2 separate regions of the Drosophila melanogaster genome follow, and region 2 is linked to region 1. Evidence: chromatin contacts called from public Hi-C data. All regions are on one chromosome and are shown on one strand. Each heading gives the region's core, a stretch centred on a gene start, on an enhancer-like site or on the middle of the called end of the contact. The rest is flanking DNA. Distances are from core to core; before and after follow the strand shown. Region 1 holds the start of frtz (fritz). Region 2 holds the start of sau (sauron).

What was found. A called contact is a pair of places that touch in the nucleus more often than the background predicts.
Region 2: a Hi-C map of the Kc167 cell line shows a contact between it and region 1, with 1.7 times the contacts expected there. The contact joins the promoter of sau here to the promoter of frtz in region 1. A contact is called at or near these places in 31 of 107 Hi-C or Micro-C datasets (the D17-c3 cell line, the Kc167 cell line, the OSC cell line and 12 more).

The regions. Positions count from the first base shown.
Region 1 is chr2L:1,713,631-1,717,943 of dm6, reverse strand. frtz (fritz) reads left to right here and starts at 2,093. Exons shown (of 7, transcript NM_134770.2): 1 at 2,093-2,805; 2 at 3,471-3,771; 3 at 3,827-4,313. The coding sequence starts at 2,388. Rim2 (Replication in mitochondria 2) reads left to right here. Exons shown (of 7, transcript NM_001258912.2): 5 at 1-66; 6 at 129-346; 7 at 715-1,700. The coding sequence ends at 841.
Region 2 is chr2L:2,223,418-2,227,702 of dm6, reverse strand. It overlaps sau (sauron), which reads right to left and starts at 1,361. Exons shown (of 5, transcript NM_001014460.3): 1 at 422-1,361. The coding sequence starts at 634. papi (papi,) reads right to left here. Exons shown (of 5, transcript NM_164461.2): 2 at 4,070-4,285; 3 at 3,177-3,998; 4 at 3,018-3,124; 5 at 2,159-2,959. The coding sequence ends at 2,463. CG15387 reads left to right here and starts at 1,409. Exons shown (of 2, transcript NM_001103588.2): 1 at 1,409-1,644; 2 at 1,702-2,158. The coding sequence starts at 1,498. The coding sequence ends at 1,905. It also overlaps asRNA:CR44114.

The DNA.
Region 1 (4,313 bases), core at 844-3,343:
AGCTACTTTGGAATCTGCGAGACGATGGTGCACTTTGTCATCTACGAGTTTATCAAGTCCAAGTTGGTAAGTAGTTGAATTTAATGCGCACTAGTTTCCCTCCGACTTAAAATCGCTTTCACAAACAGCTAGAGCAGCGAAATCAGCGGCATACGGACACCAAGGGATCCCGCGACTTTCTGGAGTTCATGATGGCTGGCGCTGTTTCCAAAACCATCGCCTCCTGCATCGCCTATCCCCACGAAGTGGCACGCACTCGTCTGCGGGAGGAGGGCAACAAATACAACTCCTTCTGGCAGACCCTGCACACTGTTTGGAAGGAGGAGGGCAGAGCAGGACTCTACAGGTGGGTAAAATAGATGAGCAGAGTGAATTTTCAATTTGATACGACATTAAGGCAATCAACTTGTACTTAGGGATTCCCTTGTTCGTGTAGTTCCCTTGAATCCGTCTTGAAATAGAATCGAAGGGAATCCCACTTGCACTCCGACATGTATATAAGAAACATATACATATAAGCTAATGAATTATCATAATGTGCCACCCACGAATTCGTGAAATCTATTTAAATTCTTTTGCGTCGCATATTTTTTGTTTGTTTACCTTAATTTGATTATCACTCTCGAGCGTGCTCACTCGAGGTGTTTTATATATGAGAGCTCTACCTTAGCAAATTCTCCTACTAATTGTAAACTTTACCAACTATTTCCACAGAGGCTTGGCCACGCAGCTGGTGCGACAGATTCCCAACACGGCGATCATGATGGCCACCTATGAGGCGGTCGTCTATGTGCTCACGCGGCGCTTCAACAACAAATCGAACGAGTTCTACGACTTTTAGATGCCTTTCAAAGGACTGGAGAAGGAGTAACCCAATCTGTGCATATGTAGACGCGACTGCTGCAACTTTATGTAATTTTATCCCTCGTTTTTAAACGATCCAAACCAACGAGCGCAAATTCTTAGTTAACTAGCTTCTAAGTCAGATATGAAACGAACTCGATAGACTTAAGACGTTAGACGTTGAACGTTGGCCAACCAATCGAAAAAAAAAAAGAAGCAAACAAAGAAAAAACCAATAATGGGAAACACGCACCAGGATCGAAGTGCACCATCCACACCCTAAACCCACTTGCTGCATGCCACAGAAGGATGTGGTATGCCACCGCAGGGCGAAACGTTATCAAAATTTGAAAAGGCTGCTATTTAGTTAAAGTTACAATATATATTGAGTGTATAAATGTGGTTGATACTTGGATAATATAGTGTACATAGGACTCGATTCGCTCAGAGTGCATTGTAAATAGTTAAAGAGTGAGTTCGCTGGCGTAGTTTTCTTAGTTGTAAGCACAAAATGTTGAATCGGCCGCAGTTGCCAGTAGATGCCGCTAAATATATATATATATAGATATAAAGCCGACCGATCCGATTCGTAAACTGTAAAAGTTTCCGTTAAGTTTCCTCAAATGCGATATACGATTTAGTTATCATTACTCTACTATATTACTTTAACTATATTGATACAATTTTTGCTGTTTATTTAGTCCATTAGTTAGCTAGTTAGTTAGTTATCCCCCCCCCCTCCACGCAAAACGTATTTCACTGATAATGAGCAAAGAACTAAGGAAACCACTGTGAATAATTGATTGCAATCCGATTTGATGGTGAAATCAATAAATACAACAATTTTGTTTAAAAATAACCCACTCGTTTCCCATTTAATATATATGTACATTATCTTATCTTAACAATCGTCTGCAGTCGAACATAGTTCATCTTGGCTAACCAGACTGCCGCCCATAAAAGTGAGATGAGATAAGCCGATTTGGCCAAGATAATACGATTTCGCACAACTAAATTAAAGTGATTTATTGGCTAGCTACTACACTGCGAAAGTAGTGGTAGCTTATTGTAAATATTTTATTTTTCTGAATTTCAAAAATTTAGATCCTGGTTCGGGTACGTGCTAAAAACATAGCATAGCCTGGTTCACAACCTATGTGCTCCATCGAAGATCTCCACCACGTGAGCGATCGCAGTTGTAGTCCATCTATATCACGCCACCACCACGCTCAGCGACGTAACAAAGTGCCGTCTCTAGTAACGTAAGCAGTGTTTCGAGCAACAAGTTTATTTTATTTTCATAAACAAAGTTTGTTTAAAGCGAAAAATCCTGGCCAAAGTGCTAATTCGTTGGCTATTCCGCGAGCAACCTTGATAACGAGTCGCAGAGCAGTCATAGAGCAGCGCAATTAACCCCGATACAAAGCAATCAGTGCAATTGGAGCAGCTTGAAAGGCACACGCCAACAAATCGAGATCGAGCTGATCGAGTCGCGTTGACACCCATCATTCCGCCATGCAAATCGATGCACTGGAGGCCTGAATATGCTGCTCAGCGAGACCCATTTCTGGACCACGTTGCGCGAGGATGTGGTGCGGATCAAGAGCCAGGACCTGGGCGCCTTTCGCTACCTCAGGCAGCGCGACAAGGAGCAGGAGCAGCAGGACCTCGCCTGCCTGGCCAAGCGAGACTATACGGAGCGTCGCAATGGACTGGCCGTGCTGAAGAACTCTGGTCGCAAGTCCACCGGCCGCTTGAAGGACAACCTCAAGAAGCTGGAGGACCTGCTGCGCCAGCACAGGATCATCCACTCCGAGTGGCAGGACGCGGCGCAGGTGCTGCTCCTCTTCTCACACGGCCTGATCGCCCACATCTGCGTGGACATCTACACGGGCGACATTCTGCGCATGGTCTTCGAGAAGTACCTGGTGGGCAAGCTCGCCTCCGAGGTCATTACGGATGGTATGTGCGATTCTCTCCTTTCACCCGCTCCAGCCCGCCCTCCATCGCATTAGAGCCATCCATCAATCAGCTTGGGCATTGCATTTCTGCATGTGCAGCTCGACTGGCAGACATCTCAACTTGCAGCGTTCGAAAATCAGTTAATATGCGTTAACATCACGCAATACATAATGGCTATTTCAGGCGTAATTAAAGGTTCCTCATCATTAGAACGAATTACCAAGACAGCTTGCTAGAAACACATGCATGCCATTTAATTATTCACTAAGCTCTCAGCTATAAAAGCTGTCCTGCATTTAGTTCTTTGTGCTGTTTGCCGCTTGTCATCCAGGGTATCAGTCATTCGATAGAGTGCAGTCCGCATTTGGCCTTGCTCCGCGGAGTGCTGCTTGTGCAGTTATGGAGAAATTTGCATTGGCAACAAGTGCGACTTGATTTGCACTTTCCCACACCAACACAGCCGCACGCACACATGCAGGGCATGCAATTATTGTAATTTTTAATTAATCTGCTGGCTTGTTTTGTTGCCTGTAAATATGCGAACCCCCAACCCCTTTCCCCCATCCACCATCCTCCGGCTTTCCATGTTTTGTTCGAGCCACTCATTCAGCTTTGTCGCTTGTGTCTCTTTTCTCGTCGTGCGCCCGCATCCGTTGTCTCGCCAGCTTTTTTCACCCGTTCCCACATCGTCTTGGCCTACAATACCAACCAGCTGACGGTGGTGCATCTGCAGAGGCCTAATGCTCGCTCCCAGGGACCGGAGAAGATCGCCAATATGGATCCGCGCATCTTCCACGTGATCATACCGGGCGCCACAGAGCGCAAACTATCCCGCCACCTCACAGTTAACGCCAGCTTCGATCTGTTCGTGGTTTGGACGCAGTCCTCGCAGAACGAGGTGTATCCCTGGAGGCCAACGATAAGGGACCAAGATCGTGCCAACATACATGTGTTCAAGATCAAGGGGTAAGTTGCACAGTACAACTCCCACTCCATGGCCCAGTCTAATCGCTTTGCTCAGCTTGCAGCTGGAATCGATTGCCTATTGCTGGTCGGAGAACGATCCGCTGTGCGTGGACTTCCTGCGAAGCAGCGAGAGCCAGATCATCACCCTGGAGCAGAAGGTTTCCCGCAAGGGCGACATAAGCGCAGAAATCTGCTCCTACGAACTGGCCGCCGGCAAGATGCAGCGCACCGCCATTACCTCCATTCCAATGGGCGCCCAGATCTGCTCCTTTGCCTTCAGCCCCGACCAGGAGAAGCTCTTCCTGGGCAGCGTCGATCGCAATATCTGCCTGCACGACCTGGTCCAGCAGTCGACAAAGTACGCCAACCAGATTGAGATCGTGCCCAATCAGTGCGCCTGGCACTGCGACTCCGCCATGCTTTGCGTGGCCAACGAGCGATCGGTGCTGCAGTGCTTCGACCTGGCGCTGGCCACCATTGGCCATCAGCTGGTTAGCGAGAATGTGACGCCGTCCAGCTTGCTGGATCTGTCGCACTACTTC
Region 2 (4,285 bases), core at 112-2,611, 510 kb before region 1:
CACTATTAATTAATGCAAAAACAAAAGTGGTTAAGAAAATGGTGTTGGCAGTCTCACTGATTGCGCATTAGTCAGCAGGCTGGTCAAAAGATTTCATAGTGCATTGCTTAACAAACTGGAAAAGCTAAGAGAAGTGGCTAAGACATGGCATAAAATGTTTATCTGTAGGACAGATAAACATTGTTGCCCCCATAACTGAAGTGATAAGTTACCCCCCTGTATCCAATTTTCACTACGCCCCTGCTGGAAGATGGACTGCGTTGCACTTGGGGCCAAGCAAGAGGTTGCGAAAGAGAGAAATCGTGAGAGCGACAGAGAGAGAGAGACGTCGGTTAACAGGTGAAGAAGAAGCACTTATGTTGCGAAAGAAACCAATTAATTAGTGCATCCCAAGCAGATAAGAGATAAGGAGCACACCCACCTCCTTGTCCTTGAGTCCCAGCAGCAGAACCTCCTCCATGAGCGTTAGTCGTGTTTCCTTGGAGTCGCCATCGTCGATATTGTCCTCCTGGTCCTTTAGGTTGTCCAGTGCATCCTGGTTGTCGTCCGGCGTGTTGGCATTCAACCCACCCTCCGCCCCACCGTTTTCGCGGGGTTTCACCGAGCGACGCACCAATCCGTCGGAGCGATTCATTCCGGAGAGTTGGGTTGGGTAGTCGGGAAGTTCGGATCGATGGAGTTTTGGAGATGTGGGATGCGAGCGGAGCACCTATGTTTTTCTGCTGCTGCTCTTCTTCCTCTTTCCTCGTTTTGTGTGTGTGGCACAATTTGCTGACTCGACGTTGGGAGTTTCACAGTGTGTGTGTGTGTCTGTTTGCGCGAGTGCGGGTGTTTGCGTTTTTCTCTGTGTACTTGTGTCTTGTGTTTTTGTGTGTTGTTGTTTTCACTGACTCTTTTGCGCCCCCTTTATTTTGTATTCTTTTGCACACACGCACTTTTCACACTATCGCAAAAATGCAGGCCCTAAACTGCGTTTCGTTGTTGCTGCTTTGCTCGGCGTTTTTGCGCTGGGAACTCGACGGTTTGATTTACAATTTGGTGGCCCGTACTAATGGTGCATTTGCATTGGCCTTGCATTTACTGGGAATATGCGAGTGCCTGCGCGAAATAAGCTTTTTCCTATTATTTGTGTCTTTTGTCGACGTTCCGACGTGACATGATTTCCGCACTTTTCAGTACTGGCAATTTTCCAGACCTTAAGTGTTGGATAACGTTTTGCTTCTAGAGGTGCTGTTAAAACGAAATTAATTTAACTTTTACTCTTAATTTTTTGTAATTCAGCTTAATTTATTTAATCGTAAAGTTTTTGTTTGAATGATATTACAGTTCCTTGTCCATACTAAGGGTTTGGTAATGTTATGAATCCGAACCGATAGTTTGTCCGATAGTTGTAATCGCTGTATGACTCATCTCTAACGGAAACACAAAATAAAACCTACTACAATTTGTTGCATTTTGCCTAAATTCGTCACAAACACTGCCGTTAAAACGTTTATAATGTCCTACTTGACCAATTTCAACAGTGATACTGCCAAGCAAATTCTTATGGACATAATACGCTGTGTAAATCAGCCGGAAAACTCGAAGAAACTCTCAGAGGCAAAGGCTTCCGCTGGAAAAGAGATGATTCTCATGATGCAGCACGTAAATACCAAGCAAATCAAAACAAATAACCAAATAGTTTAACATAATACATTGCAGGTTTTTCCATTGGTGATGCAACTCCAACTGGAGGTCATTAAGGGTCATGGGTTTCCTGGAAACCGCGAGGGATTAGTCCAGTTCTCCCAGCTCATCAGAGAAATGGAAAGGGACGACATGGAAATCGTACGCCTGCGCAGTCAGATCCGCGCCATATACCTGCCCCCCATAGCTATAAACACCACCAACGACATCCTAATCTAAGCGTGGGGTAAATCCCCCAAACAAGACTGCAATTCTGCCCCCCGGTGGGTTTTTTAATATACTTTAAGCGACTTTTAATATTTGTAGCCCTTTTCATTTGAAGAAACTATATTCATTTTCAATTATGCCTTAACGTCATCTAGAAAATCTTATTTTCAAAGAATATTGAAATACTTCTCTAATACAGATTTCTGAAACAGGCCACCAAAATAGACTTAAGCTTGATATTCTTATAAAATGCATTTCTTTTGATAAGTTTGTGATCTTTTTTGTGTATTTTTTGTTGATGTACAAATGTTTTTCTTGTTCTTGCTAACAATAAGTAACATGGCAAAGGTTGCTATAAACAATTAAGGATCTGTGCCGTTCCATCGTCAGCTTTTAGGATCTAGGATATGTCGATCAGTCACGGCGATAAATTAAACAGTTTTCTTTCGTACCTATACAATAAGTTCCTTAAGAGCTATACTTTTATGTACACGTCAAGTAGTGAGCTGCTCGTCCAGCCTTCATCTTATAAACAATTAGGCGAGGATAATTAGTAACAATGTGAAATCCTAATGCGCGCTAGCACCATTTGTGGTGCTGGCATTATTGTTATTCCCGTTTTCGAGGTCTGTAGCCGTCAGTTTAGCCGGATTAATGTTTTTTATGTCGTTTCCGTTCAGTTTATGCTGCAAATGCTGCAGCTGCTGGGCGAGGTGCTCGTTCTCCGCCTGCGTAATGCTGTCAACATCAATGGACATCGACATAGGTGAGTGGGGCGTAAGCGGAGTCACTGGATTGCTGACGCACAACTCCTCAATGGTGGAGTCGCTGTTACTTGAGGGCGTCGAGGAGCGTGACCGCACTGGATACGAATCGTCCAGGGGCAGAGCAAAGCCCTGGGTGATCATCAGATCGGCAATATTTAGTTCAGAGTTGTCGGCTGGATCGAATAGTTCCACTCCGGGCAGCGGGGTTCCCTCCTTGGCAGCAGCACTTACAGCGGTGGTTGCCCGTGGACGCTCCTTGTAGGTCACCACTCGAGCAATCAGCTTTCTCCAATGTGCCACTACAAATGTTCGGTGTTTAGTCAAAAATATATCTAGCAACTGTTGCTGAAATCATACCCTCTGTCAGCTCTTCGAACTTTGCGATTGAAGACTTTGGCCACGTAATAGGCTCCGTCTGGATGGTAGATTTTACATTGGCCAAGAAGCATTCAACGGCTTGGAACCTAAAATAGTGAAATATAAATTTATGTCTATCCAATCAGTCGAACTGCTTACCTGAGCGTGAGGAAATCAGTGCGCAGCTCGCAGATATCAGCTGGCGAAATATATTCGCTATCTCCATAGTCCACGAAGTAGAGATCGATCACCTGCTCCTTTGGATTGTACTGGTTAGGCATAATGTCCACGATTTCTGCGCGATACCACTTCTCGTCGAACTTAAACACGGCTGCCACAATCTGACCCACATATGGAGCAGTCAGCACGTGCTTGGCCCTGTTTTCAGCACTACTATAATAGCTGGTCATCTCCTGGACCATGCTATCGAGCTTCTTGGACTGCGGTCCGATAAGCTGAACCCAGAATTTAGTGGGCGAGGCCACCGCGGAGACATAAACCTCCATTGGCTTACCCTCGCCCTTGGAGGCCATTAGCTTGTCTCTGGGCTGAGTGTGAGAGCTTAGGGATGTCTGGGAGGAGTACATGCTGGACGCAATGCTGTTGGTGGGAGATCTGCGGGGCTCCCGACGCTGTTCCACCTCCTCCATGGACCGCACGAGTTCCTCATCCTCCTCTATCTGATCATCCAGCATTTTTCGGGCTATGTTCACTTGCTTTTGATTGCCGATAATCGTAATCTTGGCCTTTCCATTCCGCCCATTTAAATCGATATTCAGCTTGGCTAGCGAACTGCTCCGGATCTCCTGGAGGAGCTCGCCGCCGCGTCCGTTAATTTTGCTGGCCAGCCTCTGGGGCACCTGCAGTTCCACTTTCACCACGGGCGCACGTTCAATTTCCTTGATAAGCAGAGCTCGAGCCGCCTTAACCGCATCGGGAACGCCGCTAATGTCGCAGAATTTGTGGCCACTGTCTTTGTCTCTGGAGGAGAAGAATTTGATTTTTGTTAGTCAGGTTTAATTCCTGGGTCGATAATTTTCAAATCCAATTACCGTAATCTTATCTTGGCCAGGGTCTTTTCTTCAATCAACTTGATATTGGATCCACCGCGACCCATTATCAGGGGCACATGCTCGTTGTCCACGACGATTTTGAGGCACACTTCCTTCTGGGGCTTCTGTTCCTCTGTCTGTCCTCTAATCCCGGATGCCGGCCGTTGGCCACCTGAGTCCGCTTCCTCCTCGTCGTTTCGAGTCTTGAAATAGGCA